6 separate regions of the Sus scrofa genome follow, and regions 1, 2, 3, 4 and 6 are each linked to region 5. Evidence: chromatin contacts called from public Hi-C, HiChIP or PLAC-seq and promoter capture Hi-C data. All regions are on one chromosome and are shown on one strand. Each heading gives the region's core, a stretch centred on a gene start, on an enhancer-like site or on the middle of the called end of the contact. The rest is flanking DNA. Distances are from core to core; before and after follow the strand shown. Region 1 holds the start of ARID3B (AT-rich interactive domain-containing protein 3B). Region 2 holds the start of LOC100156967 (cytochrome c oxidase subunit 5A, mitochondrial). Region 3 holds the start of SCAMP5 (secretory carrier-associated membrane protein 5). Region 4 overlaps EDC3 (enhancer of mRNA-decapping protein 3). Region 5 holds the start of CSK (c-src tyrosine kinase). Region 6 holds the start of RPP25 (ribonuclease P protein subunit p25).

Evidence for each region. Promoter capture Hi-C pulls out the DNA fragments that hold promoters and counts their contacts. Hi-C and Micro-C count contacts between places; a contact is called where the count stands out from the background. HiChIP or PLAC-seq counts read pairs in DNA pulled down with a chosen protein or histone mark.
Region 1: an H3K27ac HiChIP or PLAC-seq map of alveolar macrophages shows a contact between it and region 5. The contact joins the promoter of ARID3B here to the promoter of CSK in region 5. A contact is called at or near these places in 1 of 5 promoter capture datasets (liver), 2 of 47 Hi-C or Micro-C datasets (embryonic fibroblasts and liver) and 2 of 2 datasets of contacts at active chromatin or transcription factors (alveolar macrophages and skeletal muscle).
Region 2: a Hi-C map of skeletal muscle shows a contact between it and region 5, with 4 times the contacts expected there. The contact joins the promoter of LOC100156967 here to the promoter of CSK in region 5. A contact is called at or near these places in 2 of 5 promoter capture datasets (fetal liver and liver), 7 of 47 Hi-C or Micro-C datasets (alveolar macrophages, blood, fetal heart ventricle and 3 more) and 2 of 2 datasets of contacts at active chromatin or transcription factors (alveolar macrophages and skeletal muscle).
Region 3: an H3K27ac HiChIP or PLAC-seq map of skeletal muscle shows a contact between it and region 5, with 4 times the contacts expected there. The contact joins the promoter of SCAMP5 here to the promoter of CSK in region 5. A contact is called at or near these places in 2 of 5 promoter capture datasets (fetal liver and liver), 2 of 47 Hi-C or Micro-C datasets (embryonic fibroblasts and retroperitoneal adipose tissue) and 2 of 2 datasets of contacts at active chromatin or transcription factors (alveolar macrophages and skeletal muscle).
Region 4: a promoter capture Hi-C map of fetal liver shows a contact between it and region 5, with 5 times the contacts expected there. The contact joins the enhancer-like site here to the promoter of CSK in region 5. A contact is called at or near these places in 3 of 5 promoter capture datasets (fetal liver, fetal skeletal muscle and liver), 28 of 47 Hi-C or Micro-C datasets (adipose tissue, alveolar macrophages, blood and 17 more) and 2 of 2 datasets of contacts at active chromatin or transcription factors (alveolar macrophages and skeletal muscle).
Region 6: a contact with region 5 is called in a Hi-C map of skeletal muscle, with 3 times the contacts expected there. The contact joins the promoter of RPP25 here to the promoter of CSK in region 5. A contact is called at or near these places in 3 of 5 promoter capture datasets (fetal skeletal muscle, liver and skeletal muscle), 5 of 47 Hi-C or Micro-C datasets (blood, heart right ventricle, skeletal muscle and 2 more) and 2 of 2 datasets of contacts at active chromatin or transcription factors (alveolar macrophages and skeletal muscle).

What each region holds. Positions count from the first base shown.
Region 1 is chr7:58,997,293-58,999,992 of Sscrofa11.1, forward strand. ARID3B (AT-rich interactive domain-containing protein 3B) reads right to left here and starts at 1,415. Exons shown (of 11, transcript XM_021099056.1): 1 at 1,282-1,415.
Region 2 is chr7:58,621,620-58,624,319 of Sscrofa11.1, forward strand. It overlaps LOC100156967 (cytochrome c oxidase subunit 5A, mitochondrial), which reads left to right and starts at 1,350. Exons shown (of 5, transcript XM_005666147.2): 1 at 1,350-1,622. The coding sequence starts at 1,517.
Region 3 is chr7:58,576,619-58,579,318 of Sscrofa11.1, forward strand. It overlaps SCAMP5 (secretory carrier-associated membrane protein 5), which reads right to left and starts at 1,276. Exons shown (of 7, transcript XM_001924572.4): 1 at 1,106-1,276.
Region 4 is chr7:58,882,995-58,885,694 of Sscrofa11.1, forward strand. All of the region lies in intron 4 of EDC3 (enhancer of mRNA-decapping protein 3), which reads left to right. Among named protein-coding and RNA genes, the nearest start is that of CLK3, 25 kb to the right of the region's middle. Within about 2 kb of position 1,402, at least 21 of the 83 cell types and tissues checked have an H3K27ac peak or open chromatin away from gene starts, as enhancers often do. A contact at or near this core is called in adipose tissue, fetal liver, fetal skeletal muscle and 1 more, where this site is marked.
Region 5 is chr7:58,753,764-58,756,463 of Sscrofa11.1, forward strand. CSK (c-src tyrosine kinase) reads right to left here and starts at 1,271. Exons shown (of 13, transcript NM_001190173.1): 1 at 897-1,271.
Region 6 is chr7:58,604,551-58,607,250 of Sscrofa11.1, forward strand. RPP25 (ribonuclease P protein subunit p25) reads left to right here and starts at 1,300. Exons shown (of 1, transcript XM_001927117.5): 1 at 1,300-2,700.

The DNA of each region.
Region 1 (2,700 bases), core at 165-2,664, 240 kb after region 5:
AAAGCAGCTAAACGTATTAGCATCTTCAAAAATTCATGAGGAAGTAATCACACCCCTAAGCAATAAAAACTGCTTGGATTTATGATTTTTTTAAATGGGCTAGAAAAAAAAAGGCACAACTTTTAAAGTTAGGCAAAGTAGAAATTTTAAAATTCTCACTTTCTGCTTATCTTAGGAGCACCGCTTTTGCCTTTTGCAATCTGTGAGAGATTCAAATTCCAATTTGCTTCTGTCTTTACTTCCTCTCCTGGCACTTTAGAAAGTGTGAGTTATGCCTGAAGCAATACTTCGTTCTGCTATAGCCCTTTTTATAGTGTAACAAAGCATGAAAAGATTTACACCCGCATTAAATAAACCCAGCTGCCAAAAATGTTCATTTAAAATAAAAATAACTTGCATCAAAGAAAAGTAAACAAACGAATAAAACAAAGAATTCAGTGGTCATTTTAATTCTCCTAGTAACATTAGGCAATCAATCACAAGTGGGGTAATTTTTCAACCAAGTCCTGCCGTCATTGAACAACTGCTTCTCATCTTATGGCACCATCTTCCCTGCATGCTGTCCCCAGCAGAGGGGGAGGTGTCTCACAGCCTCTTTAGTAAGACTGAGATGACTCAGTTCTACAATTCGATACACACACCCTCCCCCAAAGAGCCCATCTTCCCCTTGTCCCTAAGTAGCTAGTTGATTCAAACAACAATACTACCTGCCTACTTTTAGAAAAGTTATGTCTCAGAAATATAAACCACTCTATCCCTTCAGACGTCCCCCTCTCCCATTTCCCCTAAAGTTCCCGGACCTCCAGGTCCGGCGCAACGGACTGCTTACAGCTCTGAACCCAGCCTTGCCCACCATTCTTTTTACCTTTGCTGCCAGATCCCTCTGGCCTCAGCTCCCTTTAAGCCCCACACCTCCCCCCATCCCAGCCATTCTTCATAGCCCCCCAACCCAACCCTATCACTTTTACCTCTACCAAGACCTCCCAGCCAATCCGCCGGCTATGCTTAGATCGCTCCAACCCCACCTATTCTTACCCTCTCAGTTCCCGGGGGCCCCTTACTCATCCCATCCCTTTATCTCAAATCACCCTAATGGGCGAGGGCGCCTCCAGGCTCCTCCCAGCGTTCTCACTTTTCCTCCGCGGCCCCCGCGCTCCGCCTGCCCGCGCCTTCACGTTTTCCCTCTACACACCTGCCTTTCCTCCTACCCCTCTGTCTCCTCCACCTGCCACAACCCCCGCTCCCGCCGAGGCTGAAGGAGCCGAGCCCGGAGCGGCTTACCTGTGTCAGGCGCTCCGGGTCAGCCGTCGTTGGAGGAGATGGCCACTCAGGCCCCGGCTCGGCAGCTGGGTTTCGTACTTCTCCGCAGCCGGCGGCCACAGCCGGGGCGGGGCCCGCACCGGAAGCGGGACCGCTGGGCCGGACTGCCGGGCCGGGAAGGGGCGAGGCCACAGGGATGGGGCGGGACCTGAGGCCGGAAGCGGCCAAAAAGGGAACAATGGGCGGGTCGGGCGGAAGTGACTTCTAGGAACAGCCCCGCCCTACTGAATCGTGGGCGGAAGCGAGTTGAAGCTGGCGGAAGCTTCTGCCAATGGGAAAGCGGAGACAAGCAGGAGTTCCGGCGTCAGCACTTTCGCGGGGAGTTGAAATCAGCTGGGGTGCCTAGTCTTTTTTGCGCGTTTTCTGGTTGTGGAGGGTGATGTAGTGCGGGCGGTAGGTAGGGTAAATAAAGGACAAGGACTGTCAGGATGTTCTTCTGCTTTAGTCCCTTCCCCAATCTCCCACTTTCAAACTGGTCTTCTGAGATTCCCGCTTCCGGATCTGCTTTTCTCCGAACTTCTCTGGACTGAGACCTGGCTGTCCCGTAAGGATGCTGCATCCTCTCACATGGGTTAGTATTTTCATTTCCTGGGTTCCAAAAGTGGGGGACAAATGCTGCCACCTTTTGTAAAAACCCTTGTTTCTCTGAAGCTTAGTCTTTTTGTGAATCATACAAATTAGATTTAAAAAAAATTTTTTTGGAGTTCCCTGTTGTGGCTTAGCAGGTTAAGAACCCAACTAGTATCCATGAGGATGCCTGTGCAATCCCTGGCCTCTCTCAGTGGGTTGAGGATCCCACGTTGTCATGAGCTGTGGTGTAGGCCAGCAGCTGCAGCTCTGATTCCACCCCTAGCCTGGGAACTTCCTCCATACGCTGCAAGTGCTGCACTAAAAAGAAAAAAAGTGGTTTTTTTTTAAAATTTTTTTGGTTGCATTCGCAGAGTTTGGAAGTTCCCTGGGCAAGATATCAAACCTGTGCCATGGCAGTGACTTGAGCCATAGCAGTGACAACACAGGATCCTTAACCTGCTGATCAACTGGGGAACGCCTAGACTTAATTTTTTCATTTTATTATTTTTTAATTGAAGTACAGTTAATTTACAATGTTGTATTAGTTTCAGATGTACAGCACAGTAATTCAGTTACGTGTATATGTATGTTTTCTTTTTCAGATTCTTTTCCTTTATAGGTTTTTATGAAAGAGTTTGTATGGTTCCCTGTGCTATACAGTAGGCCGTTGTTGGTTATCTATTTTATTTATAGTAATATGTTATCTGATGCTTACTTCTTAAGACACTCCTCTGTAGAGAGGAGACCATCTGCTAATTTGTTCACCCAGCTCCTTGTCTTACTTTCCTCTAACCATCTTCCATCTTGATC
Region 2 (2,700 bases), core at 100-2,599, 130 kb before region 5:
ACTGCAGTGATAACATCCAGCTCCTTAACCCACTATGCTGCAAGGGAACTCTCAGAGGACAGGTGCTTTGAGAAAAGCTTTTTTATCCGTTTCCCAGCCAGATTCATACCTCCTAAGGCCACACTGCTAGGGAAGAAAAAGAGATCAACACTGATTTTCTGGAGACAGAGCCTGGAGTGAGGAAGAGGAGCTGAATATCCATCTTTTCTTTCTTCAGTGGGTCCAGGGATAGAGAATGAGTGATTACAAGTCAAGAATCTTTACTACTTAACTCTTGGTGGCTGCGAGATAATTCAGGCCTGGGGCAAGCAGGCCCACTGCCCAGGAGCTCAAAATCAGAATGCAGTTACTGAGGCCAGATTTGATATTAAGAGTCTTGGGATTTAATCGACCCCTTCCTGTAGGGACTGGAAGTGGTGGTTTCCCCAGAAACATCCAGGTGAGTCCTGGAACTGGGGATTTGGTGAAAAGAGAGTCAATTGCCTGCAAGAAATCTAATTTCTGAGGCTGTTTCCTTCTCTGTAAAGTGATTGCACTCATATTTTTTTTCCAATTTTTGGCCGCCCCGTGGCATATGGAGATCCTGGGCCAGGGAACAGATTCCAAGGTAATCGCCACTCAAGTCGTAGCTGCGGCAACACCGGGTCCTTAACCCACTATGCGTGGCAGGGGATGGAACCCTGGTCTCAGAGCTCCCAAGACACGGCCAATCCCGCCTGTGGCGCCCCAGCGGGAGCTCCTCCACTCATTTCCTAATGCTTGCGGATTTGTTATACAGGAATATTGCTGTTGATCCCTGTTATGGCGCAGGGGAAAATAATCCGACTAGTAACCATGAGGTTGAGGGTTCCATCCCTGGCCTCACTCAGTGGGTTAAGGATCCGGCGTTGCGGTGAGCCATGGTGTAGGTTGCAGACGCCGCTAGGATCTGGCGTTGCTATGGCTGCAGCATAGGCTGGCGGCTACAGCTCCAATTCCACCCTTAGCCTGGAAACTTCCATTATGTTGCAGGTGCGGCCCTAAAAAGCAAAAAAAAAAAAAAAAGATTAGTTGCTAATAAGATCTTATACACAAGCAGTTGTTTTGCCCCCACTTGTTCTCTTATTGTAGGCTCACACCAGGTGGTAAACAAAAAAGATATTTTTATTATAATTTGTCGTTATTATTGTTATCGTTCCCATTTTGAGGTGCTGGAGTCGCCTCTCGAGCCTGTCCACTGCTGTCCTCTGCCATCCTACCATCCTAGCTCCACAATAGCAGATCTGGTCCACGCCCAGACCCGGGCGGCGGGGCGGGGCGCGGCGCCGAAATGGTTTGTCCTGAACGCGCCGCCGTAGGCCGCCTGCGGCCGCGTGTGGCCCCTTTCCGCCTAGGCGCGAGCGCCGCAGTGGGAGGGCCTCCACGCTCCGCCCGCCCTGCGTCGGTGCGTGAGTTCGGCCCCCACGAGCTTCGAAGCGGCCCTTGAGCTCACACCCGGCTTTGCCTTAGCGTTAACCTGCGCGCCGCCATCGCCGTCATGCTAGGCGCCGCTGTTCGCCGCTGCTCCGTAGCAGCAGCCGCAGTCGCCCGGGCCAGCCCTCGAGGCCTTCTGCACCCCACTCCGACCCCCGGCCCCGCCGCCGGTAAGGCTCCCGCCTGCCACTGTCCGCGCCCGCGTGTCCTTGTGGTGACCTGGGCCCCCGCCGCCATGCGAGGGCAGGCTCGCCCAGAGGCCTAGCCCCTGCCCTGCGGGCCGACGGCCGAACCTGAGGACCGCTAGCCATTCCCGCCGCCGCCGAGTTGTGGAGGACTCGAGGGCGCGTCCCGGGGTCCTCCCTTGGCGCGACTTCCTGGTGCGGGCACCGCGGACCGGTCGAGCGTGGACCTGCTGTGGGTGCACCTCCCGCGCCCACTGGACCTCTTCGGTCCCCGGGCCATGACCGTGCCCTGGCGTTGATCCTGCGGCCACTGACTGGGAGTGGCTACCGCCGGCCTGCAGCGCTTCCGCGAAGGTGACATTGAGCTCAGGGTAGAAGGCGGGAGTGGCCCCTCCGGGGACCCTGGCACCGCCGCCCGCAGCCTCTTCCGAGAACACTTTATACTTCCGTGACTGGGACACAGTGTAGTCTTTTCATCAGGCATTTCTCGTTACCGTTTTGTGTGTCACTTTCTCCAGCCGTTCTTTTATTTTTAGACACTGTTGTGCCATGTTTTAATTCTTCCATCTTTACATTAGATCAGTGTATGTGGTTGTTTCCTGAGGTCTGGAAGAGAGCCTGACTTGATAGGTCTTAGGATAAGAATATTACTGTTTGGAAAACGGGGTACCACAGACCCAGGAGTCCTGGGTCCTACAAACTTGGAGAAGTTTTATTTTTTATTTGTGCTTCCGGCTAGAAGTCTGGTTGCTGGAGTATGAGATGTTCTGCTGATTTCTGTCTCTTATTTTGCCTTCTGCTTAATATGTGTTCCAGGAGACTTTGTGTCCAGCACTGAACTTTTAATTATTGTAAATGCACTTTAAAAAATTTATTGGAATATAGTTGGCTCACAGTGTTGTGCCCATTTCTTGTAACTGCGCTTTGATCTTGGTGCGTGACGGTAGCATATGCTAACGTTATAAAATTTAAACATGCACTCAAACTCAAAACTAATAGTGTTGTTCTTTTGACTATTTAACTAGCGCTTCAGAACCTAAGGAGTTATGTTTTGCTTCGGTTT
Region 3 (2,700 bases), core at 26-2,525, 180 kb before region 5:
GCCAGTCATGCCCCTGCAAGAACAATTTCCCTCTTTCAGAAGCTTGCCTCTTGGAAGCAGAACAGGTAGGGCACAGACTGCAAAATTCTCCATACTCTCCCACACCATGGGCACCATCACGTGGCTGGGCTCACAGGCCAGGCTCCCCAAAGCTATGCTTAGTTCCCACCTCTATGCCTTTGCCCAGACTGTTCCCCAGAAATCCCCTCTCTTATCCTTCCTCTCATCCAAATCTCACCTCCTCCAAGAAGCCTGGCTCTTGCCTCCCATTTTCCTTGTGTTCATGGCGTCCACGGGAAAAGTCGGCCTTGCCCTCCCTAAACACCTCATCCCGCAGTTGGGGCATTACCGGTTTGAACCGCCTGAGATAGCGAATTCTCACTCTATTTGGTTTTCTCAACCACTGGATCTGAAACTCCCAGAGGCAGAGACAGGGATGGGTTCCCAAACAGCTCACCCCCAGCCGCGTGACCGACTCCTGTCACTGTTAGAATAAGCTTCATCCAGCGTCCCCAACACACTATCCCAAACCCCTGCTGGACCCCTGGCTCAAGCCAATGCACCCACCCTATGAAATTCCGCGGCGGCTCAGACTAGCGGTCCAAAGGTCCGCTGTCTCGGGTTGGCAAAGGTTGAGGGGTAGGAAGTACAACCTGGGTCGACCTACAGGCGCCTCTTGTGAGGAAGGACCCAAAGAAGGTCACAGTCACCCTCCCTCCGGGCGCCCCCATCCCAGGCTGAGTGCGCCATCCCCAGGAGGTGGGAGCCTGTTTCCAGGGAACGCCAGGTGGGGCTGGGGTGGGGGTGGGATGGAGGGCCCAAGGCCCGGGCTCCAGATTCTAGGGGTCTTACGTCATCCAAGACTCGGGTTCCCTCTGCGGGAACCAGGAGTGGGATGATGGAGGTTAAGGGGCAGCCAGGGCGCTATTCCTCCGCCCCAAGCAGGGAAGGTCACTTCCACTCTCCACCTCTTCAGCTCCGCCTGCCCCCTGCAGCCAAAGGTGAGGTGTAGAGGTACAAAGCTGGATATGGGGTGACTCCCCTCTCGCCCTGAGCCCAACTTCCCTGCAAAGCCTTTCTCTGGGCCTTTAGGCCCGGTACTCACCCGCCGCTGCCGCTTGGCTGCCGAAAGGCCGCCGCGCTGTGTGCGCTAAACCCAGCGATGCGGCGCGGAGCCGGCCGCGAGCCGCTCCAGGGCTGGGGCGGGGTGCGTGCGCGCGCGAGCCTCAGGCAAGCTCCTCGCGCGCGCGCCCGCGCCGCCCCTGCCTGCAGCAGCCGCTCTCGCGAGATTCTCGTGCTTCCTCTAGGGCTGCTTCCCCTGTTCTCGCGAGAAAGGAGGCTTGGCTGCCCCTGCACCTCCCAGGAGCTGTCCGAGGCACTAAGTTCCTGGACAGGGCTGGATCAGGTGTTCGGCAGGCACAAAGGGGAAAAGAACAAGGCGAGGACGTCAAGGAAGAGACCCAGAAGTGGAAGTCTGGTACCAACAACCAGAACCTCAGCTTTCAAATCTGTAAACTGTGGAGAATAACTTCCCATGCGGATCCCAGGAGCTGCTGGGACATAGCAGAAAGGAAGAGTGAAAGCGAGCTTTGAGAGCAGGAGAGTGTGGTAACTGATGAAGGCCTTCGGATCCACAGCCCTAAGGTGACAGAAAGGGGATAGAGAATGGAAGATCAGAGATGAGTCATAAAGAGACAGAAATGACACATAAACAAGGACACACAGATCCAAAAAAGATAAAAAATAGACAGGAGCGGAGAGCCATGAACATACAGACATAGAAACACAAAGAGAGACGTGGAGAGATGAAGATTTGGAGAGAAAAAAGACAAGGAATGACAGAGGAGAGAGAGCACAACTAAGTGAGAAAGAGGTAAAAAATAGGGCTTGACAAGGTACACAGAGGAATAGAAAGGGGAGGCTTAGAATCAGAAAAAGGAAGGAAGAAAGAAGGAAATCGTGATATGCAGAGATGAACACTGAAAGTGATTAAAGACCAGGATAAATGTTTAAAACCCAAAACTAATGAGGATTGAGAGAGATGCACTTGGAGAGATGGGGCTGGGAGTGAAAGACAGGCTTTTATTGTGAGTGATGTTTACATTGTAAACTCCTGCGGATATCTACAGCCAGCGCCACCCTCTGTCTTGCCAGACAGAGTGGCTCCTGCCCTCCACAGTGCCCTCCACCCACACCATCCTAGGCCTAGAATGGGGCCTCAGTGGGTGGGAGACACTGTGGGGATTCTTTGCCCAGAATAAGGGCCCATTGTCTGTCTCCAGCCTGCTGGGAGTGGGCCTCACTCCCACAGCTGGGATAGAAAGAGGATAGGAGTAAAGAAAGGCAGATGAGAATTAGTGCAAGAGAGGCAAGAAAAGGGAGGGACCCTCAGTAGCTGTGGACTTTTAATCAGGAAACATAATCTGTGTCCATCAGGACAGAAGAGTCATGGGCCATAAGGCAAGGCTTCTTTTGGTCCTGATTCTAGTTCATTTGTATGGTCACTGCTCTCTATCCTGCTATAAGACAAGCATTAGCTGATTTACAGAGTTGTGAGAGCACCCAATGAAATGATGAATGGGACCCTGAGGAGGTTATCAAGCACGACTTCTACAGGAGAGATGTTGGGAATCCACGTGGGCCTCAGGAAAGATATGGGGGTTCATATGAGTCTTTAGGAGAGGGGTCTGAGGTCCACAT
Region 4 (2,700 bases), core at 152-2,651, 130 kb after region 5:
GAAAAAAGAGTCACTTACAGGTTGTATTAAATACAACGAAGGAAGTAAGCAGCATGCTGAGTCTGAGGGATGTTTAAATTGAGCCTAAAGAATGAGGAACTAGCCCTGTGTGGGGTGGGGGAGCGTTGGAAGAGAGAAGAGTGCCTGAGGAGGGAAGGCTTTTGAGGGGCCATGCTTTCTGAGGCCAGAAGACCCCCAGAGTACTTGGAAACAGAAGGCAGCCAAGATTCCTGGAGCATGTGGGGATTGAGGTCCAAGGCAAAGAGGCTAAATAGTGTACAGGGGCCAGATCATGGGAGGCCTTATGGACCCTAATAGAGTTTTAAGAGTAGTTAGGTTTCTTGTAACCAATTCTTGTTTCAGAGATATTCCTGACACCAAATTGAGTTTTGTGGTAGATTTAATTTAAGTCTATAAGGGCTGTATGTACATTGTGGGTCTGAAGATATGAATTTACCAGTGGTTTTATACCCCCCCCCAAAGAACCAATATGAGGAATTCACGATCCTAGAGGAATACCTGTGCCCTTTACTGAGTTGTGCTCCTCATTGCTAAGACATAGGACACACACAGCCTTTCCAATTAAAAGGCCATGTCACTATGAGGATTGAGTTTGGATTTGCGATGCCATTTTGTTGTGGGAGTCTTGTTAGACAACGCAAAGGCCGGGAGGTTTGCAGGACAGGGGAGGGATTTTGAGGTTACTGGGGAAGGCTTAGATGCAGCTCTGGAGGGTGTCTTGAGTGTGGGGAGGTGCAAGGGAGGATGTGAGAACGTGCACAGGTGTCCACTGGGGAGAGAAAGGCCTGAAATAGTCAGATAGAAGAATCAATGCAGGAGTGGCCAAGACACGTGGGAGGGACAGTCTGTAGTGCTGGGCCACAGGCTCTATGGCCCTGCCTCAAGCTGTGGAATGATTGTCCTGGCCTGTGCTGGGTGTGCTTAAGCCGTTTTTCTTGATACCCTGAGGTTAATCAGATCCTAAGAAGTGTTCTGCTTGTCACGAACGGGCTATAATTATCTCTCTCTCCTGTTTCACCAACAGCTGTAAAATACATATTAATATTAAGAGAAGCCCTAACAACTGATTTTACTGCCTTGGTTCCCAAACAATAAAGATCCACCTTCCAACCCAAACATAATTAGGCTTGGCCCATGTTCAGGCTTTGGCGATGTTATTGTTTGCACTTTACACGCTATGTTCTTGGTTCCCTTCCTTTGGAGTTTATTTTATTCCCTCTGCCTCTTTCTGATAAGCCCGTCTGACTGGTTGGCTTTGTGTGTAACTGTTGTTGAAAAGGAACATTTTGTGGTGCTTGCATGTTCCTTTCAGAGAAACAGAGTGCAGTGGAGTCCTAGACCCTGCAACTGGCAGACTGAACAGAAAGCATTTCTGGCCTTGTCTTTCCCTAAGCTGCAAAACATGCCAATTCATCACAGAGGCCCCTCCCCCCAGCCCAAATCAGTGCAATATAGCAGACGCTGTTTCCAGCTGCAGCACTAGCCAGCCAGAGCGGGGTCTGTACCTTGAGTTTTATACCCTTAAGGACTGTGAGGAGAAAAGTAGCAGGAAATGCTCAGCCTGCCCCCACGGAGCCCTTAGAACTAGAGAGTGGGTGCCTGTACACACGGCACAAGACCTAGGCCCAGAAAGAAAGTTTGATTTGTGGGGCGGCAGGCCCAAGACTCACAGCCCTGACCTGTTTCAAATTCAGCAGAAAAGGAGTAAGTAGGGGAAGCAATGCCCAGACCCAAGGGGAAGCTCTCCCTTGCGTGACTCTGCAGGTGAAGACAGTCTTTGAAGTAGGCAGGTGCGTGACTTGTCTAACAGGTTTAGGGTTGTTAGTAGCTGGGACTCTTGAGAATTCATTCAGCTTTTTCACAATGCTATCAGTGGTTCCTAATTAGTTCTGATAATATGTGCATGTCTGGAGCAGGCCATAAAAAATGGCTGTTTTAATCAGCTTTTGACATGCAAGGTCAGACTACAGCTGCCAGCATCGGCACCTGGGACATCAGTGACTGACATTTCTGAAAGGGTGAAGGAGAGGCAAAGCTTGTGATGGCACTTTTTGCTGTTTCTGCCCCAAGCGGGGGTAGGACTCAGGTGGAGGGGATCAGTTGACCAACAGGATAGTGTTAATTCTGACATGTAGATGGTTTTTATTTTGTTATTACATGATTGTTATTTTGCCTTCTCTTGAGAAGATACAGACCGGGGTGCTTTAAGTTCAGTCATTGTGCTTGTATACCTGTTGTTAAAATGTACAGCCGCAGCCTAATTGTGTGTGGTTTTAAGAATCTATATAATATAGCAGCATTAGACACCAGATAGAACCGCAAGACATTTCTCCTGAAGTGATCAGTGAGGAAAAGAAGTTTTTCTGTACAGGACTTTGAAGCCAATAGGATGATGATGAACTTTCTGAAAACATCTGCCTTAGAGTTAAGCCACACCAGAAATAGCAGTAGGTTTGCATCATTCATACATTTGCGTACCTGATAAGAAATTGCCTCTGTTGATAGATAAATACAGCTAAGACAGTGTAACTGAGGTGGGGGCTGAGGAAGTACAATTCCCTACTTTGAGGAGTTTTCAATCCAGTGTAAATGAGGATACAGGATCTAAAAAGGCGTGTGGTCCAGCCAGACAAGACTAGTTACATGCTGGCCCATAATGACCTGCTGGTTGAAATCCGT
Region 5 (2,700 bases), core at 21-2,520:
GCTTATGGCCCCAGTGGGTAAAGGCTTATGCCTGGTTTCCCTGTACCCATAGCAGTCCAGGTGTTGTGGGGTGGTGGTGGGAGGGGATGGATGACGGAGGGACAGACAGCCTAACTCTGCCAAAGGCCTGGGATAGCAACTTCCCCCTTTGAGCCTCAGCCCCCCAGCCTACAAAATGGGAGGGGAGGTGAACCCTTAGTTAAGCTCCAAGGATCTGGTAGCTGGACACACCCCTTCCTGACAACTGGCCTGGCCTCCAACGAGCCTGGGAGAACAGAAAGGGCTGACCAGGACGCTAGGAGGTGGGGACCCACCTCCTAATGCCCAGTGTCACCTCCACCGAGGCCAGAGGCCCTGCCTAGTTTCCCACCCAAGGGTCAGATGTCCCTGGGCTTAGGCCTGGTCTTCTAAAAGTCCGAAGATGATAAGCTCAACCTCTGGCAGGCTCAAGGGAGGCGGCTGGACCCTGGGCCTCCGCAGAGGGAATGAAGGAGGGGTCAGAACCAGGCAGGCCAAAAAACCTGCAGGCCTGCAGGGAGGCCCTGGGCAGGGAATGGCAAACAGCCCATTCTCCTGGGCTCTGGTCCACGCTGACCCCTTCCCCTCCGCTCCAGCCAGCCCCAATACGGGGAAAGGACAGACTCCGGGTGGCCTGAGACAAGTCTGAGGGGCTGGGAGGGCAGTACCTCCCTCGTGAGCCCCCCTCCCAGACGGGCTGACAGTGACTCCCGGGAGATTTCGAACCCGGGAAGGAGGGGGTAAGGGAGTGGGGGATGGGTGTGGACGCCACGGCAGCTGCAACAGAAGCAACAGAAGCGGGACGTACAACCTCCACCCGTCTTCCCCTTGGGAAGCACTCGGACGCCCACCTCCTTCAGGGCCTGCCAGACACTCACCTTTTTCGGGGCACTGCGGTCCGGGCCACCTCGCTGCGGGCAGCATCAGCGGCCTGCGGGACGGTCCATGCGGCCAGCCGAGAAGGGAGGGGCGCAGGGGTCCCCGGGGGGTGCGGTACAAAGAGGTCTGGGTGCGAAAGGAGGGGGAGGAAGGACGGCCAGACAGAGGCAGGGGGATGGCTGCGCGGCCCGGGTCGGGGAGGGAAGAAAGGCGGGGGAAGGGGGGCGGGAGGGACTCAGGGGGAGGAAACAATGTAGCCGGTGAGGCCCCGGCAGAGTTCCGCTTCCAAACGCCGACACCAAGGCTCGATCTGGGGACGTCGCGCCGGCTGCCCCGGGCTGCCCCGGACGCTGGCTCGGGGGCCGCAGGGTCTCTCCACGTTCCACGCCCCGGAGACTCCTGCGGCCAGAGGCTGCCTGGAGCGGGAGGGACGGCTGGCCGGGGGATAGCCCCGACGGCGGCGCTGCCGGGCGATGGCCCAGCTCGGACCCCACCCCGGCAGGACCTCCGGACAGGGTGCGGGGTGGGGCGGGAGCGAGAGGGCGGCGGCGGTCTCAGCGGCGGCGGCCAAGCTCGGCTCGCCCTGGGCTCCGCTGGGAGGAAGCTCGCAGGCCTGGCGAGAGGAAGCGCGGCCCCGGATCCTCCGCCCGCGGCAGCGCGCCTGCGCGAGGGAGCCAGCCGGGAGCACGGCGGGGCGTGGGCTGGCGGGAGGACAGCGCCCTCTGTCGGGATCCCGGGGCACTGCGGGGGGTGTGTCCGCGCCCAAGCCCTGCCCCCACCTGCCCGCCCGCGTCGAAGGCTTCAGAAGGTCCCTCACTGAGGGCCGAACAGTCCGCCTTGGAGCAAACGCCAAAACTTCCCTGGGGAACAGCTCTCCCTATGCAGAAGCGACCTCCTTCTTCTCGTATCTTTTTGTGGAGAATGGGTCTCGCTCGCAGCAGCATTCATTCATTCATAGGTGTTTCCTGGCGCTGATGTTGCGACAGGCCCTGTAATGAAGACCGCTTCATTACTGCCAAGGAGTTCCCAGAACTGGCAGGCCAGCAGACAAGCGCTAAGAAATAATTGATAAAAGTGAAGAAGTGTGTACAGGTCCACAAGAAGCAGAAAAGAGGGAAGGGTAATGGGCAATCTTCATAAAGCTGGGACCCCAGGCAGAAGGAACAGCATGGACAAAGGTAGGGAGAGGTGAGAGCCATTTGGTGGCTCTGGGAACTGTAAATAGCTCAGTATGGCTGCAGTTTGCAGTGTGGGTCCAGGAGAGTCCTGGGAGATGGCGTCCCCGACAGCCGCGGAGACAAAAGAGATCCAAAAAGACTGATGGGACTTTTCTTGGACTTTGTTTTCGAAAAGCCTGGCAGCAATGAGGAAGTTGTCAGTAGCTATGTGACCTTGGGAAAGTTACTTAACCTCTCTGGGCTCTAGTTTACCAAACAGGGAAAGTAACAGCACCAACTTCTTAAGGTTTTGTGGGGAGGAAATGAGTTAATACATTTAAAGAGCTTAGCATGCAGTGGCAGGCACATGGTCAGTCCTTAGCCAAGTATTGCCTGTTATTATATATTACAGTTAACAGGATGTCATCTGCTCTGAGCTACAGGAGCTGATGTGCATGTGGGGGGGGGGGGGAGCATACAGTTTTGGGGGCAGGGCAGTGATGGTGGAAAGACCAGAGACTCCAGTGTAGGTGGGGGTGGGGGGGCACTATCCTAGGGACTGGGCCCTGAAGGAAGAGTCTGGTTTGGGTGGGCAGAGGGGAGGGGCATACTGTGGTGGGGGAAATGAGGTGTACTTGCAAAGTCT
Region 6 (2,700 bases), core at 50-2,549, 150 kb before region 5:
GCCGTGAGCTGTGGTATGGGTTGCAGATGCAGCTCAGATCCTGCGTTGCTGTGGCTGTGGTGTAGGCCGGCAGCTGTAGCTCCAATTCAACCCCTAGCCTGGGAACTTCCATATGCTGTGGGCGCAGCCCTAAAATGACAGAAGAAAAAAAATTAAAAATAGAATTACCGTATGATCCAGCAATTCTACCCTGGGTATTTTCTTTCTTTCTTTTTTTTTTTTTTTTTTTTTTGTCTTTTTGCCTTTTTCTTGAGCCGCTCCCACGGCATATGGAGGTTCCCAGGCTAGGGGTCTAATCGGAGCTGTAGCCACCGGCCTATGCCAGAGCCATAGCAACGAGGGATCCGAGCCATGTCTGCGACCTACACCACAGCTCACGGCAACGCTGGATCCTTAACCCACTGAGCAAGGCCAGGGATCGAACCCGCAACCTCATGGGTCCTGGTCGGATTCGTTAACCGCTGCACTGCGACGGGAACTCCCATACCCTGGGTATTTTCTAAAGAAAATGAAAGCATTAATTCTAAAAGACATATGCCTCCCTATGTTCACTGCAGAATTATTTATAATAGCTAAAACATGACAGCAACCTAAGTGTCCATTGACATATAAAAGAATAAAGAAGATGTGGTGTGTGTGTATGTATAATATTCTATTGTGTGTTATGTATGTATACATACATGATGTTAAGTGAAATAAAGATAAATAATGTATGATCTCACTTATATGTGGAATCTAAAAACAACAACAGAACTTAACTTGTAGATACAGAGAAGAGATTGGTGGTTGCCAGAGAGGGAGGTTGAGGGGGAGGGAAAAAAAGAAAAAAAAAAGAACAGAACAGACTCTGGAGCCAGACAGACTCTGGATCTGGCTCTACCTGACTTACGAAATGGGTAGTGGTTTCATTGTTGTATGAAATGAGTTAGTACAGGTGAGCGCATAGTACAGGGTCTGGCACAAAGCACCAGGTTGCGGGTTCGATTTCTGCCCTGCCCCTCCCCCCCACGCAATGGATAAAAGGATCCAGCGTTGTTGCTGCAGCACTGGAGAAGGTCGCAATTGCCACTAGGACCTGATCCCTGGTCCCAGGGAACTCCATATGCCGAGGGGAGGCCAAAATAGAAAAAAAAAAAAAAATGCCCAAATCACAGAGGTGAAAAGAAGTTAATGAACCTCAGGCGCAAGGTCAGGACCTCACTTAACAAAGGCTATTTCAAAACTCTGGGCTTAATTTTATATTCATACTTAGTAGTTCTTTCCTTAGAGAGGCCAACAAAATGCAGCTTCAGAGGTAACAGATGAAGTGTGCTGTTTTCTTGCAGTTATTTTAAAAATACATTTACATCTATAAACGTGCACACAGAAATAGATTCCTCACTCCCTAGCTTAAAAAATACTTGTCCTACTGTGTGGATAGCTGGTACCCAGTTCATTCAACAGAAAGTCTTGACTGTTTTTCCATGTTTCTAACTGTCGCAGAGTGTGCACCACAGATGCTCAAATTTATTTATCCACCTTCCCAGAGCTGAGCCCTCTACTCCCTTCCCAGCCGACCCCAGAGTATCCTGCCGTCGCCTCGCTCCTCGTCTCGGTTTTCTCGCTCATAGCGCCCCCTTTCTCTGCTATCCTTGCTACGGCTCCTTCGCCTTCTTTCCTAACAGCCCTGGGCAAACCTCGCCTCTCCCGGCCCCCGCACGTCACCGTCCAGCATTTTGTCCCCTCTCCCGCCCTAGCTTCTGGCCTGCCAGCGTCGCTCCACTCATTCGCTGCCCCCCCACTCGAATCTTTCCGCTCCCCTGCCCGCGATCTCCTCCCCCTCTTCGCTCCGCACCCGGTCCTGCCACTCCGCGGCCCCACAGGAGCGCACAGCCGGCGGGCTGCAACGCACGCTGTCAGAGTAATGAATGGCTTCAGCGGTAATTAGCGACCCGGCGGCTAATCACGATGTACATTTACATTTTAAGTGCTGCAGAGGGAGCTGGGAAAAGGAGGGGAGCGGCGGGAGGGGGCGCGGGCCTTTTTCCCCGGTCTCCCTTCACTGACTGCGGAACGAAGTGAATCGAGTCTTCTACAGCTGGCGCCAGTGGAGGGGGACCGCGGGGCGGCGCTTTCTAGCGCCAGCTCAGAGCAAAGGCAAACGCAGAACGGTCTTATCCTCACCCGACGTAAACTCCTGGCCCCTGCCTCCGAATCGTAGACCCCTGCGTGATCCCTTCAAAGTGAACGTTCAGCCTTGGCTCGCATACTCCCGTGGGTGGAGAGCTCGCTTCTGCGCTTATCAGCCCGTTCGAACATAGATTCCAGCCATTTTGGGACTTTTTCTCAGGCCTAACGAAACTGATGCTCTTTAAGTCCCACAACTGCCCTAGTCTTACAGGGCCTGAGGTTCCCTGCGCCCTGCCACGCGCTGCAGACTGTTGTGTCTTCTTCAGACTACTGTGTCTCCGACTCCTAGGGCTGTTCCTAGAGGGGCCTCTGGGAGCTGGGGCGGGGTGGAAGTACAGGTTTGGAGCAGAACGCGACCTCGAGGGCCCCTGATCCCAGAGGGCGAGCAATAGATCCGAGAAGGGCGTTGGTCATTCGTACGGTGGGGCTCAAAGGTTCGCCTCCTGCAGTCACTCCCACGGCGCGGTAATGGGTCATCCCTGGGTTTCAAACAACAGGGCAGATCTAGGAGATACAGGATGCTGAGGATGC